Linked DNA regions of Mus musculus: region 1 is linked to region 2. The links are chromatin contacts, called in public HiChIP or PLAC-seq maps. All regions are on one chromosome and are shown on one strand. Each heading gives the region's core, a stretch centred on a gene start, on an enhancer-like site or on the middle of the called end of the contact. The rest is flanking DNA. Distances are from core to core; before and after follow the strand shown. Region 1 holds the start of Epha2 (Eph receptor A2). Region 2 holds the start of C630004L07Rik (RIKEN cDNA C630004L07 gene).

Region 1 (5,110 bases), core at 134-2,633, 56 kb after region 2:
CACATCAACACGTCCACGCTCGATATAACACACAAGTCGCTCACGGATTCCCATACACTAACCCTTATGACCCAGCTCAGATGCTCCGGTACTTCATCCAAACATGCTCACACATACATGTCCAGCCACTCTCCTTCTCAGAAGACATAGCCTTCTCTCCCATCATCCATCCCTGATCAAAGGCTTTAATTAACCCCAACACCTATAATTAACCCTTTCTCTCCCCCTCCAGGGGAAATGTCTGAACCCGTTTCTCAGAAACAGGCGCCAAGGCCAAGCTGGTGGGTAGGACCCCAGGAGGAGCACCTGGTACCAGAGTTGTATAATATGGGCCAGGATGACCAGGGACTGGGGAGTCACAGAGAGGAAGGCCAGGGACTAGGAGGTGGGCAGAAAGGTCCACGGAGAACCAAGCCTGCTACAGCTGTTCCCTTTCCACTGGCCAAATGGTAACAGAGCAACAGGCAGTTGTGGGTGACTGGACTGGCTGCCTGGTTCACTTCACATCCGTTTGTTTCACTGACTCTAGACGCCAAGAGAAGAGATGAACTCAGATTTGAGGAACCTTGGCAGAGGAAGGGTGGGTAGGAGGCAGACATCCCCAAGGTATCAAAACGTAATCTCATTCTGTCACCCAGGGATCAGGGGACAAGGGTGTTCTGTTGGAGTTCAGAGGCAGAGGTCAAGAGTTACCCATGAGGGTGTGTGCTGGGTCCCCAAATGGAAGTGGTTAAAGCAGGTCAGGGCCCAGCTTCAAGTCCTGTGACTTGTCTGTGACTGTTGAGTTGTGCAGCCTTTGGGTATCCTAGGGTACCTTGGAACCTTATCTTAAGCCCTCCACTCTAAAGTGAAGACACCTGCATGTCTGACATGTTCCCAGAGGCACTACTCTTGGTACACAGCTTAGAGGACCTTCCTGGGTGTGGCATATCTTCTGGGGGACTCAGGAGCAAGTGTGTATGTGTGTTTGTGTGTGTGTGTGTGTGTGTGTGTGTGTGTTATCAGGAGTTCTTGTTCTTGTTCTTTTTCTTTTTCTATTTTTTGGTTTTTTGAGGCCCTTTGCTACGGAAGCTTCTACTTCTCAGATTTACAATTCACATCTTGAAGCCCAAGGGCAAAAGGGGAGAGTAGGCACAAATTCATTCCACATATTTGGACACTAACCCTGGTGGCGCTTTGAAATGAGAAATCTCCTCAAGGTTTGCACACGAAGGCCCACGCACTGGCCCCCTCAATCCTCCCCAAATTCCTGACCTCCCCCCCAACCCCAACTTCCCTCTGGCTTCCCCGCCCTCTAGTCAGGGTGTCAGTCCGGCCCCTTTAAAGACATTCCTGAGGGCGTGGTTTCGGTGACGTCAGCGCAGGGCATGAATGAACAGGAGCGGGTTCTCACCCAACTTCCATTAAGGACTTGGAGCAGGAGGGTAGAAGTTGTCTCTGTCGGCGGGCGGGCAGGATTGGGGCACCGAGACCGGCGTGCGGACAGCAGGGATCGCGGGGAGCGAGGGGTGCGGCATGGAGCTCCGGGCAGTCGGTTTCTGCCTGGCGCTGCTGTGGGGTTGCGCGCTGGCGGCCGCGGCGGCACAGGGAAAGGAAGGTGAGTGTCTACGCGGTCGGTGGCCGCAGCCTAGCAGGGACTCCGGGACATGGGACCCCGGGCGCCCCAGCCTCCTCTCTGGGACGCACCTTTGGAAACTGACTTATGGCTGCTGGGTCTCAGTGCGCAAGGTTAGGCAGAGCGCGCGGGCTGCGGTCCGGAACGATCTTGGGGATCCATACCCTGAGATCCTAGGTTCTCTGGAACTAAGGGATCTCGGCTGGGGCGCGCAGGGCTCGGAGGCCGCGGGAAGGGGGACGCGGCGCCCGCCACGCGGTTTCAGCCCTGTGGCGGCTTCTGGAGCGGGACCCCCGCAGGGCGCTCTCGGTCCCTCAGAGGAAAGGACGCTCAGTAGGGTTTTCCCGGCGATCAGCCTCTTAGTAACCCGAGTTCACTTAACTCATCATCTGCCCCGATTTCTCGCGGAAGGCATTTGGATGCAGGCCCTGCTTTTTGGGGAGGGGTCCTCTCGGTGCCCTGCACCAAGCAAAAGAGTCTCTCTACGCCCCATCCGATTTTTCACTGGGGTCCTTTGGGCCAGCATTGGGAGCGCCTGGGGTCAGCCCCGGCCACTCACACCTTCCCTCCTTCCCAAGCTGCCCTCCCAGGTTCGGGAGACAGGTTAAGGGCTGGGAGCGAGTACAGGAAGTCCCAAAGTCAAGTGTTCTGAGCAAGGGGTGACTCAGAAGGAGGAAATGCGGCAGGTGGGGTTGCGGCTTCCCGCGGTGTGGAGCCGTCATCTCGGGGCCACGGGGAGCCCAGGCACCTGGAGGTGGGGGAGTGAATCACCTGCCCCCGCCCCAGCGTCTTGGAGCCACGCAAGGTGAGGGGGCCCGCACAGGTTGCCTTTGCTCAAGGCCGCAGCCGGGGGTGTGCTTGGGGGCGTTGTCCCTCAGCTAGGGTCTCCGAGAGGGTGGGAATTCCTGCCCTGCCCTTGGCCGAGGATCTTCCTGTCTACCCAGCCGGAGCTAGCTGGCTTCCGTTTCCCACAGCAAAAACTTTTCTCTGCTTTTGGGCATAGCAAGTCTTCTGCCGACTCCAGCTAGGGGTCGGGGGGTGAAGCGCAGAGGAACCCTTTGGGGTGAGAAGTTTCCTTATTCTTTTCGCCTTCCACGTTGGGAGGGTAAAAGGCCAGACTGGAGCTCTTGAAGGGTGGAGAGTTAGGGGTAAACGGGGTGTTAGATCCTGGCCCTGTCTCGAGGAAGGGCCAAAGTTGCTTTTGCCAAGGTGTGAACAGGGCAGGGATTCTGAGATCCTAACTCCCCTCCCTGATCCAGCTTGTGGCTCCCTCTTCCTGGGTACTGTGGTTGGGGAGCAGGGAAAGACAGCTGGGACTGCTAGAGGCCTTCCTGGGCTGCCACGGAGTTGAGGATTAGACGTCTGCTTGCTTTGCTGTGCGGGCTCCTGACCCCCGCCCCGGGGCTCCTGACCACCGCCCCGAGCCCCCACCAGGGAAGCCTCAAACAATCTTGTACTTGTGCCTCTGGGTGCATCTGTCAGCCTCGCCCCAGCCTTTGCGATTAATCCCGTTCTGCATGGGATCGAGGAGAAAAAAGGGTGCATATCGCTCGTGGTTGTGGAAAATTCTTGTCTAAGCTCCGCACTCCTCAGGAACACTGTGTCTGTGTGAGGGGTTGGGATGTGTGTGTTGGGAGTGGGGTCGTGACCTAGTTGGTTGCACTTCCCTAGGGGGAGTTGAGGACAGATATGATCCGTGTCCTCTCCAGCCTTGACACAGCTGTGCAGCCTCCTCTTCTGTTTTCTGCTGGGTTCCGAAAACCAGGGGAATCGGTTAGGTCCTCGACAGCTGCTGAACTTACCTCCTGCAGTGCCCTTGACTTTTTTCTTGTGTGTGTGTGTGTGTGTGTGTGTGTGTGTGTGTGTGTGTGTGTGTGTGTGTGTGTGTGTGAAAGCCAATGCACAAGTGTGGAGCTCAAACTTGCGGGAGGACTTGGTTCTCTCTCCTTCTACCATGTGAGTTCTGGGATGGAACTCACAAGTGACAGCAGACAAAGCGCCTTTACCTGCTGGCCCACCTCACTGCCCTGTCCTTCCTTACAGAGAGGGTGAGAGAGGCCCAATATTGGTCAGCCAGGGCCCTCTGCACAGAGGGTCTGCCCACACATCTAGCTGTTTCATCCAGCCAGAACTGCTTGTCACTGACTCTAGAGTCACTGGGATGGGTGGGAGTTAGAGTGGCAGGAGAAGGCTGGGTTTCTCAGTTCAGCAAGGGCCTTGTCCTCCTCCCTGTCCCTTGCTCGTTTGTATCCAGAGTCTCCGGTCTTCCCCCCCTTTTTAGGTGTAAGCTGATCTTGGCTAAAGAGGGATGAGGTTAGCAGGGAGGTGGCAAGGGGGGTATTGCATTATGGGAAAGCTTTAAAGTAATACAGCCCACAAGGGTGACATTATGGTGGCAGATTCCCTGCCCCCAGGATCTCTTAGAGGACGGAGAAGTTATGGGGTACCCCCATCTAACTCAGCCTTATGGTGAATCCCTGGGAGGGTCATGAAGGGGGCCTCCCAAGCTCCTTGCTTCCAGCAAATCGGAACCTTTGATTACCCAGGGCCTCTGTCACAGCAGAGGGTTGGCTGGGCTCTCCCCGTTCCTGATGGTTGGTTCTAGGGAATTTCCATGGGAGGGGGCTGTGACTGGTAACTCTAAGGGGTGTAGGAAGCCTTCTTTTCTACTCAGATAGTTCTAGATCCAGGTTTGGGCTGGTCCTCCTGTCAGGTTAACCCTTCAAAGCCCCTTCCCCAAGGGACGTAGCTTGAACTTTGCATACTACTTGTGTATATGGTGTGTGTATGTGTGTGTACTATGTGTTAGATTTACTAAACAGCGCCCTCCCCCCATCCTCCCACCCAGCTAGAGTCAGGAACCCCCAATACCATTCCTGCCAGCTTAGGCCCTCTCTGGGCATGTCTGAACAAATCCCAGCCGTTACCCACCGCACCTTCCACTTCCTAACTACAGCCTGCCTCACTGGCAGGTGGTGCAGTGTCTGAGCCACTTCAGAGTTCCTCTTCCTTGTCTGGGCTGCCAGACGCTTACTATAGATGTGACAGAGGTCAGGACCAGTGCTTCTCACCAGACTTCAGGACTTCCTAGGACAGAGACAGTCTAACTTCAGAAAGGGTTTTCTTTAAGACAGAATGTCATTATGTAGCCCAGGCTGGCCTAAACTCAGAAATCCACCTGCCTCTGCCTCCTGAGTGCTGGGATTAAAGGTGTGCGCCACCACCGCCTGACTTAAAGATTTATTTTATGTATATGAGTACACTTTAGCTGTACAGATGGTTTTGAGCCACCATGTGGTTGCTAGGATTCGAACTCATGACCTGGAAGAGCAGTCAGTGCTCTTAACCACTGAACCATCTCTCCAGCCCCCTAAGATACTTATTGTTTGTTTGAGACAGAGTCTCACTATATAGTCTCACTAGCTTGGAACTTGCTTTGTAGAACAGGTTGTCCTCAAACTCGTAGAGCTCTGCCTGCCTCTACCTTTGGAGTGC
Region 2 (4,735 bases), core at 1,557-4,056:
AACACTGGGGGCGTCGTCCTTGCAGCTTACCCTCCATACTCTGGGAATCTCACCCGCTTGCCAATTGCAAGGCGCTCACACACATAACAGGCGCTCACACCCAATCCAGAAACTGGGAGGAAGTGGCTTTACCTTTTCGGCAGGCTTGGCAAAGTCGTGTGCCTGGCACAGATCATGGAGCAACCCGCCATCACTATAGAGGCTTCCTTGACCTCAGCTGTGTCATTGACCTTACTAAAACTCCCTGTGGGCTGCTGCTCTCTATGAAGGTTCACTGGGGATGCACATGCTGAAGACCTAAAGGTTGGTCATTGCAGCAGGAAAGAGCCACTGGTGGGGAGTGGCCACCTGACTTCTGTCCCCCCAGCTATGCAGCTGAGTGTTCCTAATTTACAGATGTGGCTCATGGGGGAGGGGCGGGGGAGTGGCAGAGGAGGTCTCAAGATCCCCGAGAAGGGATTCCAGATTTGGAGCTTCCAGGACGTCCTCCACTCCCACAAAGTCCCCGCCCATACCTAGGACCTGGGAAGCTCCAGAGAGAGAAAGAGAGAGAGAGGGGTGGCCCACCTCCAAGGAGCAGATCCCAGCTAACCCCATCTTTAGGCAGTTGTCTGGGGTCCCTCCGAGCTTCTGGGAGGCATAGGGCTCCCATTGTTCCAGCCCCCTCTTGTACCTGACTGGCCAAACCGGTTCTGGGGAAGGGGGGCGGGGAGCAGGCACGTTGAGACAGCCGCCTGCCTCTGCAAGGCTCCCTCCCCCTCGCCTCCCCCCTCCCTGCCCCACACAATACCCAGGAGCTTACATTGCCCGGCCTTGGAGCCATGCTGACATGGTCCTCTGAGGACTTGGCTACAACCCCATTGCCCCCAGGGTGGCCTGGAGCCCTGGACTGTACCAGCAGCTTGACGGAGGAGCTCCCCGGCTGAGGTAGGGCCCTGGGTCAGCAACCGTCCTCCCCTTCCTGTATCCCGAGGGAGTCCTTTGTGCTGTCTGCCTGCTGTTTCTGGCTTCAGTCCATTCTTGCCTTCCTGGGACTTTGCTTGGCTTGGAACCCCCTTTCTGGCCATGACCTCCAACTAGGTTTTGTCCCTTAAGGAACAAGGGAATCTGGCAGGGTCTGTTCCTCTGAGCAGGCAGCCAAAGGGCATGGAGCAGGGAGGGAGGGAGGGCTGGGTACCAGGGCCAGAGGTGCTGTCCCAGACAACAGCAGTGCCTAGGGATGCTCTGGCAACTTGCTAGGCAGGCTGGTTACCCTCTCTAACTAGTAGAGACCATCCCTTGGCCTCTGCCGATCCTTCTCAGCCTGCAGAGACACCTATGAAACAGGTTTCATAAAGGGGGACCTGAGGGTCACCTGTCACATGAGGATACCAAGGCCTGAGGATGGGCTTGGTCAGTGTCAACACAGGACCTCAAACCCTGGTTTCCAGAGGGATCCTTGCTTCAAGAGCTCTAGTGTGTCCTGGGGTCACATCTGGGTACCCAGCCACCTGAAGTCCCTGAGACTTTCATTTTTATATTATCATCAGAGAAGTGCTACCCAGTATTAAACCCAGCTCTGGACCTAAATCACTAACATCAGCGTTGGGTGGTCTGCATCCTGAGAAGCTACTGGGCTGGCGCCCCAGCTTGACAGGCAACTCCCATGTCCTCTTCCTGACACTCTGCTTGGCTTGGAACCCCTGTCTAGCCATGACCTTTCCAGGCCTGAGCACTGTGGAAGCAGACCAGCTTGCCCACCCCTGACACATCTCTTTATCCTGTCTTCCTGAAAGCCCTTAGCTCCTCCTTCAGCCTTCTCCTCTGAGGTCTGAAGATGCTTCTGCCTTAAGATCTGATGTTTTGCTTATTTAACTTCATAAATCATGGTGGACAGGAGTTGTTCTCCGGGGGGCGTGGAGGGGGGATTCTAGGCCCGAGTATGCACTTACACCTAAAAGAGACCTGTGTGCTGGACAGGAGCTGACTCTGCCCCCCTTCTGCTTGCTCCTACTACTGGCTGCTGGCCCAAGGCATCCTCCACCAAAAAGTGAGATGACACTCAGGGGACCGCCTACCAGAGACAAGGCTCACAGTGCCCTGTACCTGAGGCATTGCTGTTAATTCTTGTATTAGCATCAGGAAGTGGGTACCAACTCTCCTACTTTAGGTTGAGTGAGCTACCCAGATTAGTACTTATAGACCTAAGGGACAAGGGCTAAACAAGGGAGTGAGGTACAGCAGTTTTTTGGGAGAGAGCCCCTGAGAAACAGCCAGCCTCTCCCTCAATCCCCCCCAAACTGAGAGAAGAAGCTGGGGTACAGTGGGGAGCCCCAACTCTCATATACCAGACGCACCCTGATGTTGCTGGTTCCGGCCTGGGGTCAATGCTCCATCTTTTTGTACTGAGTCCTTGAGGGTTTGAACCTTGCAACAGTAAGCTGGGATCTCCTCCAGGAAGCCTTCCTGGCATACTGAGACTGGACTGGGCCCAGCCCCCTTCTGTGTTAGTGCCTGTGGTTTGCTTCATGCCAACTCAGATTCTAACAGCTTTTGTTTCGGCTCTTCCACCAGGCAACCCCACTGAGCTATTATTTCTTCACCCCAGTCAGTCTCCCTGTGTTTGTTTGTTTGTTTGTTTTCGGGACTTCTCATCTGCCTGGGAATCTGGACCAGTCTGAGATTTGAGGTGTCTCAGCCTCAGCCTGTCCCCGGGGCCTCAAGGGTCTCACCCTCTGTGGTTTCTCTTCTTCAGAGTCTCCAGAGCCAGTTCCTGAGCTGTTGTCTCTAAGGCCGCCATTTCTCTGGGTCTCCCTCTTATTTCTGCCAGACTGGGCACTGCCCCTTTGGCCAAGGGGCCTCTGCAGGGGTCCTCGCTGCCCAGACTGCCCACAGCGCAACCAGGCAAGTGTAGGCCCCCGCCCAGCCCCAGCCCGCTGCCTGCTCCCTCCCTCTCTTTGCCTCACCACAGGGTTTGATGAATCAAACTCTTTGTCTGGGTGGGATCTCCCCCAGCCAGCTGGGCAGAGACAGGGCTTCCCTGCCGGAGCAGGCAGGCGGCAGCAGCTTCAGCTGAAGAGGTGAGGGGCAAGAGAGAGGCCACAGAGGGCCCAGGGCAGAGGTTTGAGGGTCTTGGACCACTGGGCTCACCATCCCGCCCTGGGGTGCTGGCACACTGCCCAGGGATGGCGTCCTGCCCAGAAACGGCCCATTCTGCCTGGCTTGATCCAGTGTCTGGGAGCTGGAATGGGGATAAACCCCTCAGTCACCCCAAACTGGGGATTGGGCATCTCTCTGCTCTTTCCTGGGAGGGACTAATCTGGGTGGTGGCCCTCCTGCCAGTCTGTGACCCTCCCAGCCAGCTTGGCAAGGCTGTAGGCATCACTCAGCGTGAAGGGCCTCAAGTCTGGGTATGGAAGGGGTTGGATAACTTCAGAATGAGACATTGGGGGCTGTGTGTATCTGCATCCTGGAATGTGCGTACATGCCTGGAACTTGTGTGTGTGTGTGTGTGTGTGTGTGTGTGAGAGAGAGAGAGAGAGAGAGCGAGAGAGAGAGAGAGAGAGAGAGAGAGTAAGAGAAAAATCTAAGCTTGTGTAACAAACTAAACCAAACCAAAAAAAACAAAAAGGATGTGACTGGTGACTGTATACCGGGTACTGGAGTTTGACATGTTTCAAGTTATCTGTGAAACTATGTTTGCCAGAAGAAAATGTGGGTCTGTGTGCTGGAGCATGAATTCGTGTGACAGTGTATGTTATCTGTATGTCTGGTCACATGTCCACATGTGAGAGAATTTCCTAGGTGGCTAAGAACGCAGCTTTGGAAGCCGTGACACCTGTGTGAGAATCCTGGCTCTGCCATTTGGCTCTCTCACCTACAGGCGTCAGTTCCTTAAGTCAGTCGATGGAGATTAAATGAGATGCTATGTGGGTGCTTCCTCATCTGCTAAGTGCTGGTGATTCCTACTGGCGTTTATTAAACAGACATGTGAGTGTATCTGTGTCCTGTGCACATGTGTGCATGAGGGTCTGTGCGGGCCTCCAGGACATGGTGGCTCACTGTCCCTCCCTGTCGTACTATATCTGGGTCTGACACCTTCTCTCCTGCAGGCCCAGGAGGGTGACAGAGTAAAGAAGGAATGGACTGTGGGCCACCTGCAACCCTCCAGCCTCACTTGGCTGGACCACCTGGCACCGCCCGTCGCCCAGTAGCTGTGTGCCAGCAGGAGAGCCTGTCCTTCGTGGAGCTGCCTCCGAGCCGACTGTGTGTGGATCTCTTTCCCATTGCTCCAGAGGAGCTGCAAGCTCCCGGTAGCCGCTGGTCCCTGGCAACCCCTGCCCCTCTCCAAGGACTGTTATGGCCGACGTCCCCAGGAGGCCCAGATACCCATATCGCCTCCACCAGTGGAGGAATGAGACCCGGCAGGGCTGGCAGCTGGCCTCACTGTCCTGGTGCCCAGCCCCCAACTCTGGTGGAACCGTGGAGTTCTCAGCACATGCAGCCCCAACGCAGGGCCAGCCACAGTGGCTCAGAGAAGTCAGCCTGTGAGTCACGATGGGGGGGGGGAGGGGCAGCCAGGGGAGGGACTTGGTGGCTCTTTTTGAACCCTTTAAACTCCGGAATGCCCCAAAAGGCAGGGCAAGTTTTAGGGACAAGGGAAAGATGGCTCATAGAGCCCAAGTGACTTGTCAGGATTACATAACTAGCCTGGCAGCCCCTATTTCCCTGTTCCCTTGTCAGGCCCTCTAGTCTC

Evidence for each region. HiChIP or PLAC-seq counts read pairs in DNA pulled down with a chosen protein or histone mark.
Region 1: an H3K4me3 HiChIP or PLAC-seq map of embryonic stem cells shows a contact between it and region 2, with 63 read pairs. The contact joins the promoter of Epha2 here to the promoter of C630004L07Rik in region 2. A contact is called at or near these places in 8 of 39 promoter capture datasets (the 3T3-L1 cell line, 3T3-L1-derived adipocytes, the C10 cell line and 4 more), 4 of 484 Hi-C or Micro-C datasets (embryonic fibroblasts, embryonic stem cells and liver), 6 of 115 datasets of contacts at active chromatin or transcription factors (embryonic stem cells, extraembryonic endoderm stem cells, microglia and 1 more) and 3 of 9 other capture datasets (adipose tissue, liver and pancreatic islet).

The regions. Positions count from the first base shown.
Region 1 is chr4:141,299,838-141,304,947 of GRCm38.p6, forward strand. It overlaps Epha2 (Eph receptor A2), which reads left to right and starts at 1,384. Exons shown (of 17, transcript NM_010139.3): 1 at 1,384-1,597. The coding sequence starts at 1,516.
Region 2 is chr4:141,242,084-141,246,818 of GRCm38.p6, forward strand. It overlaps C630004L07Rik (RIKEN cDNA C630004L07 gene), which reads right to left and starts at 2,807. Exons shown (of 2, transcript NR_165245.1): 1 at 2,712-2,807. Arhgef19 (Rho guanine nucleotide exchange factor (GEF) 19) reads left to right here. Exons shown (of 18, transcript NM_001379647.1): 3 at 2,735-2,883; 4 at 4,092-4,526. The coding sequence starts at 4,121.